Linked DNA regions of Zea mays: region 2 is linked to region 1. Evidence: chromatin contacts called from public Hi-C data. All regions are on one chromosome and are shown on one strand. Each heading gives the region's core, a stretch centred on a gene start, on an enhancer-like site or on the middle of the called end of the contact. The rest is flanking DNA. Distances are from core to core; before and after follow the strand shown.

Region 1 (6,660 bases), core at 1,806-4,305:
CAATCGGACATGTCGCTGTACATGGGACCATGGCTATTTGGCATTTTGGCTGGCCCCGACGAATTGCAGTGCGACACCGCCGGTGTCCCAACCTGCTGCGCTGGTGGTACCGCTGGTTTCATGGGTAATAGGGTTAGGCTTGCTTTGTCACGGGCCGCGCGCAGACCCGGTTTTATGATTTTGAGGCCACAGACGAACTGATCATGGTAGACCCTCTAGAATATATAAAAAATTCTATGATATGCAGCGAAGTAGATTAGTACTTTATATATAAATGATTATGTGTATTGAAATTGGTTTTTAAAATATCTAAGACGTTAGATAATATACATCGGTGCAGATTAGCACTTCGCAAGTTGAGGAATAATAACGACGGCAATAGAATGACAAGAATCCTGATTGCTCGACCGTGCATGCCTGGAGGCTGGAGCAGTGGCGCCCAGCGCCCTCGAATCCTGGAGGACTGAATTGATGAGATGACAAACGGCGATCACGTGGAGGGTATGGTCGCACAGACGCGCGACGATGTGAGCGTGATGACTGGGCAGTGGGCAACACGTGTCGCGTGGTTCATGTGCACAGCCCTACCGGCTTGTTAGCTATCTATACTATTTTACTACTAGTATATAGCCCGTGCTAATGCTACGTTCCTAAGAAGGGGAAGAGTGGGGTGAACGACGACGGTGGTGGCACGAGGGGAGGGGTTGACAGCGGTGTGGACGTGAGGAGGGGAGGGCTGAAGGATGATCCAAATGATATTGTTAATTAGATTTGAGTGAGCAAGAGAGATGATGTTATACAACGATATGAACCGTTGATTTTGATGTTGTGTTAAGTATGGGTGCAGTTTGTTTGTTGGATTTAATAAAGATTATGGATGTGTGGATTATTTGGTTGGATGAGTTTTGTAAATTATAAACTAGTGTATTATATTGTGATATAAATATAAAATATTGAGCCTCTATTACTTTTGGGCCTTCGGCCGTCGCCTCTGTTGCATGGGCTCAGGGCCGGCCCTGGCCGCGCGAGTATTAGAGCGAGTCTGATGACTTCACTAGTTCGCCCTCCATCGGTTCCAAAGCTCCTTGATGTGGAGCGCCTTTGCGAAGGCTTCACTTCAACAATTTCAAATTCGTTCTAGCTTCTTACATCCAAATAGCTCTAGCTCTACGAGCTCTAGATTTTAAAAAAAAATTAAAACTAGTGGCCACCTTTATTAAGGATGTGTTTGATTTAGCTTTTGGCTCTGGCTTTTGTCCCCTAAAAACCAAAAGCCAAACCAAAGGGATGGAATCAGTAAACAACTTTTTCTAAAAGTCGACTTTATCACAGTGTAAAACTGAAAGCATATCTGGACCTGCTTTTAGTAGCTTTCAGATAAATGTGAAAATATAAGTGGAAGAACTTTTAGCGGCATTTAGATTTCCACCAAATAATTTTTAACCTTTTCAGAGCTCATAGTCCACAACAGCTTTTTTCACAGCTCACAACACACATCAGCTTTTTTTACAGCCACAGCCCAACCAAACATACCCTTCATTAAGGTCCTCAAAGGGCGCTTCACAAACACAGTTTTCATACCTCGTCATGAAATTGCATGAAAATTACCCACCACGCCACTGATTACATAACATAGCACTTCAGTTCTCTCGTGAGAGCCACTAACCATTAAGGGTAATCAAGGAAACTCATACAAATCAATCAATTGTATTACAAAAGCTGGAGTTCATATGTAAACCAAACGCTCCTCAAACCCAGTTCAACAATTTGTTGGAGCAGTTTTATGGTGAAACTGAAACACCGAAGCTGAATTTTTTTAAAGTGAATCCCTCCCAATAAGCCCTTAATATGATGCTTTATCCAATAGAAACACGACTCGTGTTTGTACTACTCCGACTGAGAGCGAGCGCCTCGTGAGACACCCGCCTTGCTCTCTCTTTCATTTATCTCTGCTCCACGTAGACATCCGCTCGCTTATAGCTCGTTATTAAACTTGCTCTTATGGCTCAATAGTTGAGTGTCAATCTTTAATGGAACTCTCATGTCTCCTATTAAGAGCACTTGCAACATGGTACCACCAACTCTCCCTCCCTAGAAAATGGGCTAAATGCCCTGATCTTAAATAGGTACTCTCTCTATCCTAAATTAAAATTTGTTTTAGCCCTTTTAATAGATTCATGAGCTAAAATATACATAAAAATCAAGAGCTAAAATAAATACTAATTTGAGACGGAGGGAGTATATTCTCGTAATATGCTTATTCTATGTTATAGCTATTATTATCTCTTTTATAATAAAATCAGTTAGGTTCCGTTTGTTTCCTTTCATTTTGAGGAATTAGAATCTTACTAATAGAATAGGTTATTTTTTTAGAATGTGACATTCCACCACTTTCCAAAGTTATCATATAAGCCTATCTCAAATTTATGGGGTGAGAGAGGGAAATTGATTCTATAGATTTACAAGCTATTTTTCCGATGTACAACTTATAGCACACTCTTCTAATTGCTTCGCTATAACATAAATGCAGTATATAACTATCTCTCTCATATGATTTAGGATAATATACAAATATATATTATCTAAATTATAATTATTAAAATGGAATTTAATTCCAACGAAACAAACGGGCCCTTAGATTTAAGATAATTTGACTTGCATGGATCATAGGAAAGTGCCATGACGCATCTCACTTATCCATGAGAATTGAGATGATTCGAGCGTTCAGTCCACACACTTCCGTGCAGCTTCACTTTGAAGTAACTATCTATGTCTACTTTATTCGTAGAAGGCTAATTAATCTTTTTTTTCTAGATTATACAATACACTTATACACATAAGGCACGTATACTATAGACGTCTCGTTATCAATGAAAACGATGCCCACTACTGGAATCAAAGAGCTATCTAGCGTTATGGGCTCACGACCATGCTCGGCCTTATGTAGCGAAGTCAGATCGTGACCATTTCGCTATTGTTGCAAACCGCCAAGCCGCAATATCGATGGGCCGTGGACAGGTGTTTCGATAGGGCTCTCGCTGTCCATCAGGCATCGTAGGCCCAGCGCCACATGACCGACTGCGACTTCAGTCTACTCGCCATCCTATTTGTCGCTTAAGGGCGTCCCCGAGCGAGCGAGAAGCATCTCCGAGCATTGTGACATGGAGTAGAGAGAATATTAAGTTATATACATCAACAACTTCTATCCAAAAGATTAAACTGATAGAAAGAGACGGACAATTCATTTATATTATATTTTAATATTTCTCATGTCGAGCCTCTTTTGGGTCTCTAACGTGAAATATAGGAGCGAGCAATAATTATTTTATTTTAATCGTGCTAACTAGGATTTAAACTCAAGACCTCTAGATATGATACCATATTAAGTTGTATGTATCAACCAATTCAACACAAAGGCTTAAGCTGATGGGAGAAGATGAACAATTCACTTATATTATATTCCAACACTCCCTCCAGTCACAATGGGGACACCGCAAACGATAAGACTGGAGTAGAAGCCAACGGTAGGAGTCGAAGGGCTGAAATCTCCTCGCAGACACAGCTTGTGAGGGTGCGAATGTTACGGCTGGAGCAGAGACCGATGTGGACTTTAAGAAGACAATAGTCCATGGATGCTGAGGTAGCCGAAGTCGAGATGGTCGTGATTGGGAGACACGCAACAGTAGGTTGTTCTTTGGGAGGGGTCGACGTTCGAGCGTCAACGGTCGACGGGGAGACATAACAAAAGAGCACTAGTAGGTTGAGGACCTTCTTGCTTCTTGGTTTGTCCGGTCGTCGAGGAGCCCCGCCAGGGAGGCCGAGGGCAGCGCGCGCGTCTACGCCGGTCAGGGTGGTCGCACTCGTGGTAAAGTAGAAGGGGAACGACGGATCCGGTCGGGAAGGCCACGGCTGCGACGGATCCAGCCATGAAGACGGCGATACAGTCAAGGGACGGTAGATCTAGCCAGGAAGGCCACAACAACGGTGGATCTGACCGGGAAGGCCACGGTAGCGACAGATCCAGTTGCGGTGGCGATGAAGAAGGGGTGGGACAACGGGGCGGGTCCAGCCGGACAGGGCCTGCGCTGCGCCGGACCTGGTAGGGAGGGCTTTGACGTCGGTGACGGGAAAAGCTCAAAAAGTTGTGGGGGCATGTGGTGGGCCGCGCTAGCGAGCAGGGGGGTTGGACAGAGACCCACACCCGCTCCTAGATGGGGGAAGGCAGACACACGTATGGAGAGGAGTGGCACGAGCAGATGCCTGGGAAGGAGAGGGAGCCGTGGCCGGGGGGCGCCTGTCGCGGTAGCGTCGAGGCCACCCATGCCAACTGTGGTGGCAGCGAGGTCGCACTCACCCGCTGCAGCTGCAGCAGGGCCGAGGAGCATGCCCGACGGGGAGAGGGCCACCGAAGAAGCGGATGGCTGTGGCTACAGGGGCGGTGGGGCAATCCCCAGGACACGCGGCATGCCAGCGCGGGGGAGGGGGTGCGGACGCTGAGGGCGTGATCGCCTGGGCCAGACCGAGGACAACGAAGGGGAGGGGCCTGACCAGGCAGAGGAAGGGGAGGGAGTTGCGACCGGCTGGGGAAGGACGTTGGCGTCTGCTACAACCTGGAGAAGGTTGGCGGCTAGAGGTGCGTCGGTGTGAGGGGGGCGACGGCAGGGGGTGCGCCGGTGGAAGTGAGGGGGAGGGCCGGCGGCCACCAGCAGCCGTTGGGGGCACGACGGGGTGCCTTGTTGGCGGCGACACGTGTCTTGAGCAGGGACGGGCTTTCCCGTCGACGACTAGGCCGGATCCGCACATCTCATGGAGAGAGGCAAGGAAGAGCGGCGACGCTCGTGGCCGAAGGAGGGGCCACCGCGCGGGGTTGAGGAAGGGCCTCTAGCCACCATGGGCGCTGGGCGCTAGACGTAGGGAGGGTGAAGGGGAGAGGTGGATATAGATGGCCAACAGGCCGGCCCGGCACGACCCGGCACGGGCCCGGGGAAGCACGACCCATCAGCTAACGGGCCGGCCCGGGCACACGGGCTTAACGGGCCGTGCCTAGGGAGCCCACGTGCCTGGCCGTTGGTCCAGGCACGGCCCTCTGGGCCACTTTTCGTGCCGGGCCAGCCCGCTAGGCACGCTCAAAAAAACGGGCCGTGCCAGCACCAGCCCGTCAGAGATCCCAAACAGCAGAAAACATAGAGAAATTTAACCAAAGTTAAAAAACAGCAGAAAATATAGACAAATATAATAAATGAGCTGTTTTGTGCAATGCTGCCTCATTAAAAACCTTTCTAGGTAAAACTCACCCTTGTGAGAAACCCTAGAAAGGAAAAAAGAGTGCAGCCAGCTCAAAAGTTTAATCACTAAGTTTGTATCTGTTACAGTTGTATATTACAATACAAAATGACTCTCTCACAATCACTCAATGACAAAGCAGTGAAAGCACATGTCAGATGACCACATCACAGTCTAGAAGACTACAACTAAGCAGCAACAGGTTCATCTTCATCAAGAAATAAATTCTGGAATGAGTCCTCAAGCTCTGGATTGTCAACAGCATGTTGTTCTCTCTTTTCTCCTAATTCCCAATCTTTTAAGCAAGTCAGCATCTCCACATTCTTAGGCAATAAGTGTCGTCGTCGCTCCTCGATTATCCTCCCTGTCAAACTGAAACAAGACTCCGAAGAGACAGTAGATACAGGAACAGACATAATATCCCTTGCCATTATGGATAAAACTGGATATGTTAGCTTGTGGTCACGCCACCAGAGAAGTATATCAAAATCATCCTCATAAGAAGTGACATTGTCACTGTCTAAGTAGGCTGAGAGCTCACAAATAGCAGATGAAGATGAAGCAGAAGGGGTAGAGCTAGGGGGAGGACCAACAACACCTGAACTGGAATCTCCAAATATTCTTCCCCAAGCTTGTTTTCTTTTACCTGTATGAATAGAAGGCTGAGCAGCCCTTTGAGCCCTAACTACACCAAACTTAGTCTCATATTTAGTAAACAGTTTATACAATCCATTTTTTACATCAGCATAATATGTACTGTACTCACACCCAGTGCACTCTCCAAGTAAATGCAACACATTAAAAAAACCTCTCATCTTAGCTCTAGGGTCCAGAATGAATGCATATGAATATAGCAAAGGTATGTCACTCCAGTATTTAAGGAATTTAAGTTGCATTGGAAACACAATAGTTCTAAGATTTAAATCTCTTTCACATGCTTTCAAATGAGATGCAATTTCCAGAATATGATGAAGAACTAGTGGACTAGTTGGATAATAAACACCAGACAGAACAACAGTAGAGTCATAGTACAGTTCTAGAAACTCTAAAATCTTCTCAGCAACATACCAATGATTAGGAGGCAATAATTGTGACTCATAATGTGAATTGATGAAGACAGAAAAAACAGTTTTGTATGGGACCAAATGTTTAAGCATCAAATAAGTAGAATTCCATCTAACATCCATATCCAATCCAAATTTTCTGGGTCTAACACCCCTTGCTAAGCAGTACTCTTTAAATGTTGCTATTCTAGAATTAGAAGCATTTAAGAAATTAATTGCAGTTCTAAAATCTTCCAAAAAAGGTTTCAGTCTCTTCATTCCAGATTTAACAATGAGATTAATGATATGACAAGCACAACGTTGATGCATAAGA
Region 2 (6,660 bases), core at 1,890-4,389, 340 kb after region 1:
AGCTGCACCGAGCCGAGCCGAGCTGGCTCGCTCTTTTCACGAGCCAGAAAAACAGGCTCGGCTCGGGCTCGTTCGGAGCGTCGAGCCGGTCCGAGCCGAGCCGAGCTGCTGCGAGCCCGAGCCAGCTCGTCGAGCTCGAGCTTTTTTTCCAGCCCTACCCACGACCGTATGCAAAGGGGGGATGGATTTGGACATGGCAGTTTTGTTTGCTTCGGCGGCATCCGCGTTACGCACTTCCTTCCCGTCTCAACTCTCAATGCTAAGGCTAGCCGCAGTGAATGACTGGAACCGGTACGCTATGCGGATAGAGTTAACGCGAGTGCTGCAGCCGTGTACTGGGACCGGTACGCTAAGGCAAGCAAGCAAACCAGAAACCTTAAATGTAGAGTTGCAGCAACGTCTACTGCATACGTCTGCTCCGTGCACCAGGAGAGAGGCGGGGCCGGAGGCAGCAAAGGTTGTGGGACCAGAGGCGGGGCACCAGGAGAGAGAAATAATAGAATATATGGTATAGAGTAAACATGAGTGCGGAGGATTGTGATATAGAGTAAAGAATTTTGCTGACCAGGACAGAATATTCTTTTTAGGGTAGAAATTTAGAGTAGTATGAGTGCAGATAGCCTAACGCTCAAGCAGCACCGCTGCCAAAAACGCAGCGCCTGGATCCGGGCCTACTACCGACGGGGATGCCGTGCTGATGACGTCGTCCAGCTGGGTTCAACTACATGGTTTGCAATTGCCTCGATTTAAAACAACCTCCACTACGAGCGCGCTTCAAAACAACATCAGCCAGTTGCTGATGATGCCCCGTGACAGCCTACCAAGACTTTGCACCCATAACGCATTTGTTTTGGACGCAGCACTCATGGCAAGCCCCAAACTTGTCATTGTTTAAGCAGGCCTTAACCACCAGACTTGAGCCACTCGATCGATCCCAGCGGAGCAACCAGCATGTCCGCGTCGCCATCCAAACAAAACAACCAGAGGCTTTTTGGCACCTATCTGCCCATGATTGGGAATTAAGCTCGCGGTTCCCAGTAATAGCCGAGCAACCCAATCTTTTCAGCTATTTTCCGTCACGGGAGGCATGGGAAACAAGGCGCAGAAGCTGGTTTTTTTTTTCTTTCTAAGTCAAGAGATCTAGTTACTCGATCACTTGTTTAGCTCCAAATCAGTTAGCGATTTGCCACCTACTGTTTGCAGACCAATGAGTAATTGAGTACTAGTCGTCAATGGAAGGAATTGGGTAGAAATGGCTTTGGTCAGTGGAGCACTCAAAGCTGCACAAGAACATTGCTCGCTGAACAACTGCAACTTACAACAACAATGGGAAGAGAAATCCTCACTGAACTGTGAACCAATCATCAATCGAAACAATGCCGGGCAAGCCCCTTTGGCCGCCGCTAGCCCAAGGCCCAAGCACGCTAGTTCTTCCAGGCGTAGACGAGGAGGGAGAAGCCGTCGCCGCTCTGCAGCTCGGCCTCCTCGGGGCTGCCCCAGTCCATGACGGTGGAGCCGCTCGCCCACGACGCGGAGGAGGAAGCCACTGACGCCGACGAGGAGGAGCTCGCCTTTGCCAGCCTGCTCGCCTGGCCCCTCGTCCTCCGCTTCTCACCGCTGCTGCTGCTCTCGCTCCAGTCCCCTCTCCCCCACCTCCTACCGTCGACGTACCCCGCCAAGCCGCCTCCGACTTGGAGCACCTCCTTCTCCCTGGCGTCGGCCGGGTCACGCTCCTCGCCGTCGCGGCCGGCGAGCTCGAAGCGGAAGACGAAGACGGCGTGCGCGGGCGGAGCCGTGGCGGCGGGTGGCGAGGCGTCGCGCGCGGGGAAGAGCCAGTCGTGAAGGTCCCAGGAGACGAGGACGCGGTCGCCGGCGCCGAGGTCCAGCTTCTCGGTGCCGCGGAACTTCCAGCGCAGGCGGCGGACGTGGAGCACGCGATCGCCGTCGACGGAGACCGACATGCCGACCTCGGCCCTGTCCCGCTCCCGCCCCTGGCCCTGGCCCTGCGCGCGCGAGACGAGATCCACCGCGATCTCCCGCTCCCTGCCGCGCACGACGACGCAGGTCCGGTGTCCGCCGCCGGCCCCGTCGCGCATGGACACGTGCTCGCGGCGCGAGACGAGGGCGGGACCAGGGCCGGAGCCGGGGCCGGGCGGGCGGCGCGCCCTGGTCTTCCTGTAGGCCTCCTCCGCCATGTCCCCGGCGGCGACCGCCATCTCGCCGTCCACCACGACGGCGACGAAGTACCCCGACACGGGCTCCGGGGAGCCCGAGGCCGCGAAGCGCGCGCGCGACAGGTCCCAGGCCAGGTCCACGCGGCGGCCCCGCGCGCGGAAGCGCTTGGACCCGCGCCGCCGCCACAGCAGCCACGGCCGCAAGCGCACGGCCACCGTCGCGTCCTGCTCCCCCTCGCCGTCGCCCTTCTCGGCGCCCCCGTACTCCACCTCGCCGTCGCCGTAGTCGGACGCCGAGGGAGACGGCGCGGGCCCCGCGGACACGCGGAGCACCGCGCGGAGGCTGAGCCCGAGCGCGGCGCGCGACCAGGTCAGCGCGGCGAGACCGAGCCGCGTGGTGTAGACGGACGTGGCCAGGCTCGTCCCCACCCCGGAGCCGGGCCCCGACCCCGGCGACGCCCGCCCGCCGGGTGCTGCCGCGACGCGGCGGAAGCAGGCCGGTATCGCGTCGGGCATCGCGCCTTCTCCTTCTGGCCCTTCTTCGTCCCTCGGTCCCCTCTGCACTTGGAATGGAGTGGAGGTGTGAATGGCAATATTTTTCGTTTTTTTTTTCCCGGACTCCCGGTACGGTTAGTTCGCCCTCGCGCAGAGGTTACATATAACTCTGACGAGGTGGGGCGGGGGTGTCGCTATGGCTCGGCCTCGGCGGTGCGTTGGACTGGACCCAGCTCGCGACACTTTTGTGCGGTGAGGTGAGGTGCAGTGCTGTGCCCAGTGCTGTGCGGTACTGCGGTGGGAGTCTGGGACTGGGACTACCGTTCGTTGTTTTGGTTAACAAGGGCGCGAATAGAGCCGCGTTCATATTACCGGCGCGCGCGTGCATGATGTCAAACGCATTATTGTTCACGAACGCGAAGGAACCCTGGTGGTTGGTTCGTGCAATCAATATTAGGCGTTGATGGCAACGGTAAGGGGGTGTTTGGTTTCTAGGGACTAATGTTTAGTCCCTAGATTTTATTCCATTTTAGTTCCAAAATTACCAAATATAGAAACTAAAACTTTATTTTAGTTTCTATATTTAGCAATTTATACACTAAAAAGGAATAAAATGAAGGGACTAAACATTAGTCCCTAGAAACCAAACACCCCCTAAGTGTCGTTTATTAATTAGGCGTTGCTTCTTGGAGTGGAAAAAAATATTAGAGCTCGATCTGGGAAATCCAAATGCAGGTCCGAACAGGGATGGTAATGGGTACCCGAAATCCGATGCAGCCTTGCTGGATAATAGAGTACGAGTATGGCGAATTTTGATAACTATGGGTATTTTATTAGGTCTTTTGTTATATCCATCGGGTATGGTGCACATTGTATGTTCTTTTTTGCTCCATATCTGCTATCCGATAGAAAACCCGCTAACATATGATATGTAGGTTCGGATTAAGGGGCTTGTTCTCTTTTATGCATGGGCTTCTATGGTGGTTACCATCAATGCTAAGTGTTGTTGACCTTTGTGATAAAATTGTGTTGGGTTCAAAGAATTTTCCATGCTAGCATAAAGATACTATGTTATTTTAACATCTTTTCAATATTGATGAGGTTTGGGGTTTCAACAATTTGTATTTGATACTTTTGCGATTTAAATGATCATGTCTACTATAATGTTAGAGGTTATAGGTACCCGTTAGGTAACCACTACCCGTGGTGAATATAGGTATGACTTTATACTTACGATGGGTAGTGGATATAGGTATAAGTATTAAGGGATTTTTAATGGTATGAGTATGATTTTATGTGTCTGCCATCCCTGTAGCTGTGATTACGAGAGACTAGCTCTATGAGACAACTTAAAGAGTTGTACAAGAGTGTGTGACGAGTGTTGTCGTAGTCATTTCCCGGCAATTTCGTGAATATTTATCCTATTTACATGAACTATAGTGGATCGTTCGACTATTCCACTTCCGTTTCTGTTCAACTAAAGAATAGTAGACCTTGATCGGTGAAGGGGTTTTTTTTTGGTTGAGATAGGAAGATTGGAGTTGGATGACTCCAAGTTTGGTCAACTCCAGTACTCTGGCACGACTACTACAAAGGGCACGTACTCCGCCCCCTTTTGCTCGCCAAGGCTCCATCATGCGAGTTGCGAGGCGAGGAGACCTCATCATGCGCAGCATGCATGGTATAGGACTTGGAGTGGATAGCAGACCTCATCGTACGTGCTCCACTTCCTAGCGCCGAGTGGCATTAGCCGCGCGCGCAGCTAAATTCAGCGCTGATTCTTCTTCGAACCAGACCGGACCGGCGGGTGAGAGTCAGAGGAGGAGACGAAAGGCACCACCGCCGCACCAGCTACGACCCACCGCCACGGAAAACGCGAGACGACCATCGCCGTCAACGTGGGTGGTGGCGCGTGCCGTCCGTGGTTTCAACCGAACCCGGTCCCTGGATTGCCAGTTTGACATGGCTCGGATGCCGCAGCCGTCTTGTGGATCATTTCATTGCCAGCCCGGGCGGTGCCGGTGACTTGGACCTTGTCGCCGTACGGTCATCGTTCCAGAACTGCAAGTCGGCCGTACGCGCTGCCCTGCTAGTACCTCCCTCCCTCCCTCCCTCGCCCCTCACACGTCCAATCGCAGGAACAACACAAACAAGATTGCAAGAAGCATGTACATTCTAAAAAAAATGGACCTTCTTGGGTGCTGAGATTTGTGAGACAGCAGCGACTGATCGTGCAAAAAAGAAAAAGAAAAACTGTTGGCGCGCAGATCATCGGAGAAGTCCGGCATTGGATGCGCTCATGGAACCTGCTGCTTCCTCCTCGTCTGCTACATCTCATCTGCTTGCACATGAACACACTGTGCCATGGCCTTATTTCTTGCACCTGAACAAGATGGCCTTATTTCTTTTTCGAAAAAGGCGCCAAGAGAGTGTCTTTCCCGGAATTTTGGAAAATTCTTCTATTCCTTTCTTTCCAAATATTCCACCAAAAATACACCACTAGCCCATCGAAGATCCTTCGTCTCTGTTTATCAATTCTGAGCCTATGTAAGTTTCAGATGGATATAGATAGCAAACCTTTTGTTGTCTTTTCCTCTCCAGCTTCACTTCCTCCATGAAGCTTACATGGCTATCGAACTTTACGCGCCTGACCACACGCGCTTCGATTCGTTCTGCAGCACACGATCGGTCGGTTTCGTGGGTTCCCTTGTCGAAGTTTTCCTAGGGAGCTGCAGAACAGAAGGGATCAACTTGATCATTTCTACCCACGCCCGCACAAATAAATGCCTCCGTTGCCCTTGGACGATGTTTCTGTAAGGTGGACGTCTCTTACATGCGGGTGTGCTTTGACCTGGTGAACATCATATTTGGTACTTTGACACGGCCGGACGGTCCGGCTCTGTAGCCCGAACGGTTCGCGTCCTCACGACCAGATAAATACGAGCGAGAATACTTATTCCATACATGGTTATCCTAATCTATATGTGAAGATCTATTGGATCTCGTCTAGTAATAGATTCAGACCACCCCTATAAATATAAAGGGGCACGTCCGATTGATAACCCCAAACACATTTCAATCGAACCGATCTACTTTATTTACCTTTCTTTATCATTCTTATCCTAGGAGTAGATGTAACGTAGCTTTAGTTGTAGTAATCCGCATATCTATCTCCATCCCTATTCGACTATATGTCATCTAGATTCGTCTTGATTACCCTGTCGACCCCAAAGCGACCCTAGGATCTTACCCCTCCTGGGGGCAAGATCTAGTTGTCCATTCAAGATACTCTATCTCGACTGTCTTAACCCCTAGACACTCTACGTCGTATGGGAACGTCCTAGGTGCGATGCTGACCCGGTGCCCCGTGAGAAGTAAGAGGACATTGCGCCATCGCGGATCATCTGGCCTAAGGCACAAATCGTCCGGAGCGACGCAGGGGAGGAGCCGCTCCTGCATTGAGTCCGCGGGCCGTTCGGCCCAGGGCCTCGGACCGTCTGCACTCCCGCAGAGGGCACCATTAGGCGGTACATCCCTAGTGTTTGAAAGGGAAATGTGCCCTTGGGCCATTTCTAAGTATTTTGGTGATTGAGTGCAAACACAAGGGCCTAAATGTGAAAATATGCTCATGGATGAACAAAGTGTAAATCACAAGTAAAGGTATGTTTCTAAGCCTTAGTACATTAGTTTTGTGTACTAACATCTTGTCTAAGTGTTAGAAACAGGAGAAAGAAGAAAAGAAAAGAAGTGGAGAGTGGCTGTGTACAGCCAAAGGCTGCTTCGGGCTGGGGCACCGGACTGTCCGGTGTGCACCGGACAGTGTCCGGTGCGCCAGATCAGCGCAGCGCAAACCAGCCGCTCTCGGGTTATTCTCCGGCGACTTCGGCTAAAATTCACCGGACTGTCCGGTGTGCACCGGACTGTCCGGTGAGCCAACGGTCGGCCGGGCCAACGGTCGGCCGCGCAATCCGCGCGGGACACGTGGCCGAGC

What was found. Hi-C and Micro-C count contacts between places; a contact is called where the count stands out from the background.
Region 2: a contact with region 1 is called in a Hi-C map of tassel, with 2.4 times the contacts expected there. The contact joins the promoter of LOC103647426 here to the enhancer-like site in region 1. A contact is called at or near these places in 2 of 25 Hi-C or Micro-C datasets (bundle sheath and tassel).

Annotation. Positions count from the first base shown.
Region 1 is chr2:185,383,911-185,390,570 of Zm-B73-REFERENCE-NAM-5.0, forward strand. No RefSeq gene overlaps it. Among protein-coding and RNA genes, the nearest start is that of LOC103647424, 19 kb to the left of the region's middle. Within about 2 kb of position 3,056, at least 16 of the 20 cell types and tissues checked have an H3K27ac peak or open chromatin away from gene starts, as enhancers often do. A contact at or near this core is called in bundle sheath and tassel, where this site is marked.
Region 2 is chr2:185,725,420-185,732,079 of Zm-B73-REFERENCE-NAM-5.0, forward strand. LOC103647426 (DUF868 family protein) reads right to left here and starts at 3,140. Exons shown (of 1, transcript XM_008671964.4): 1 at 1,243-3,140. The coding sequence starts at 2,690. The coding sequence ends at 1,425.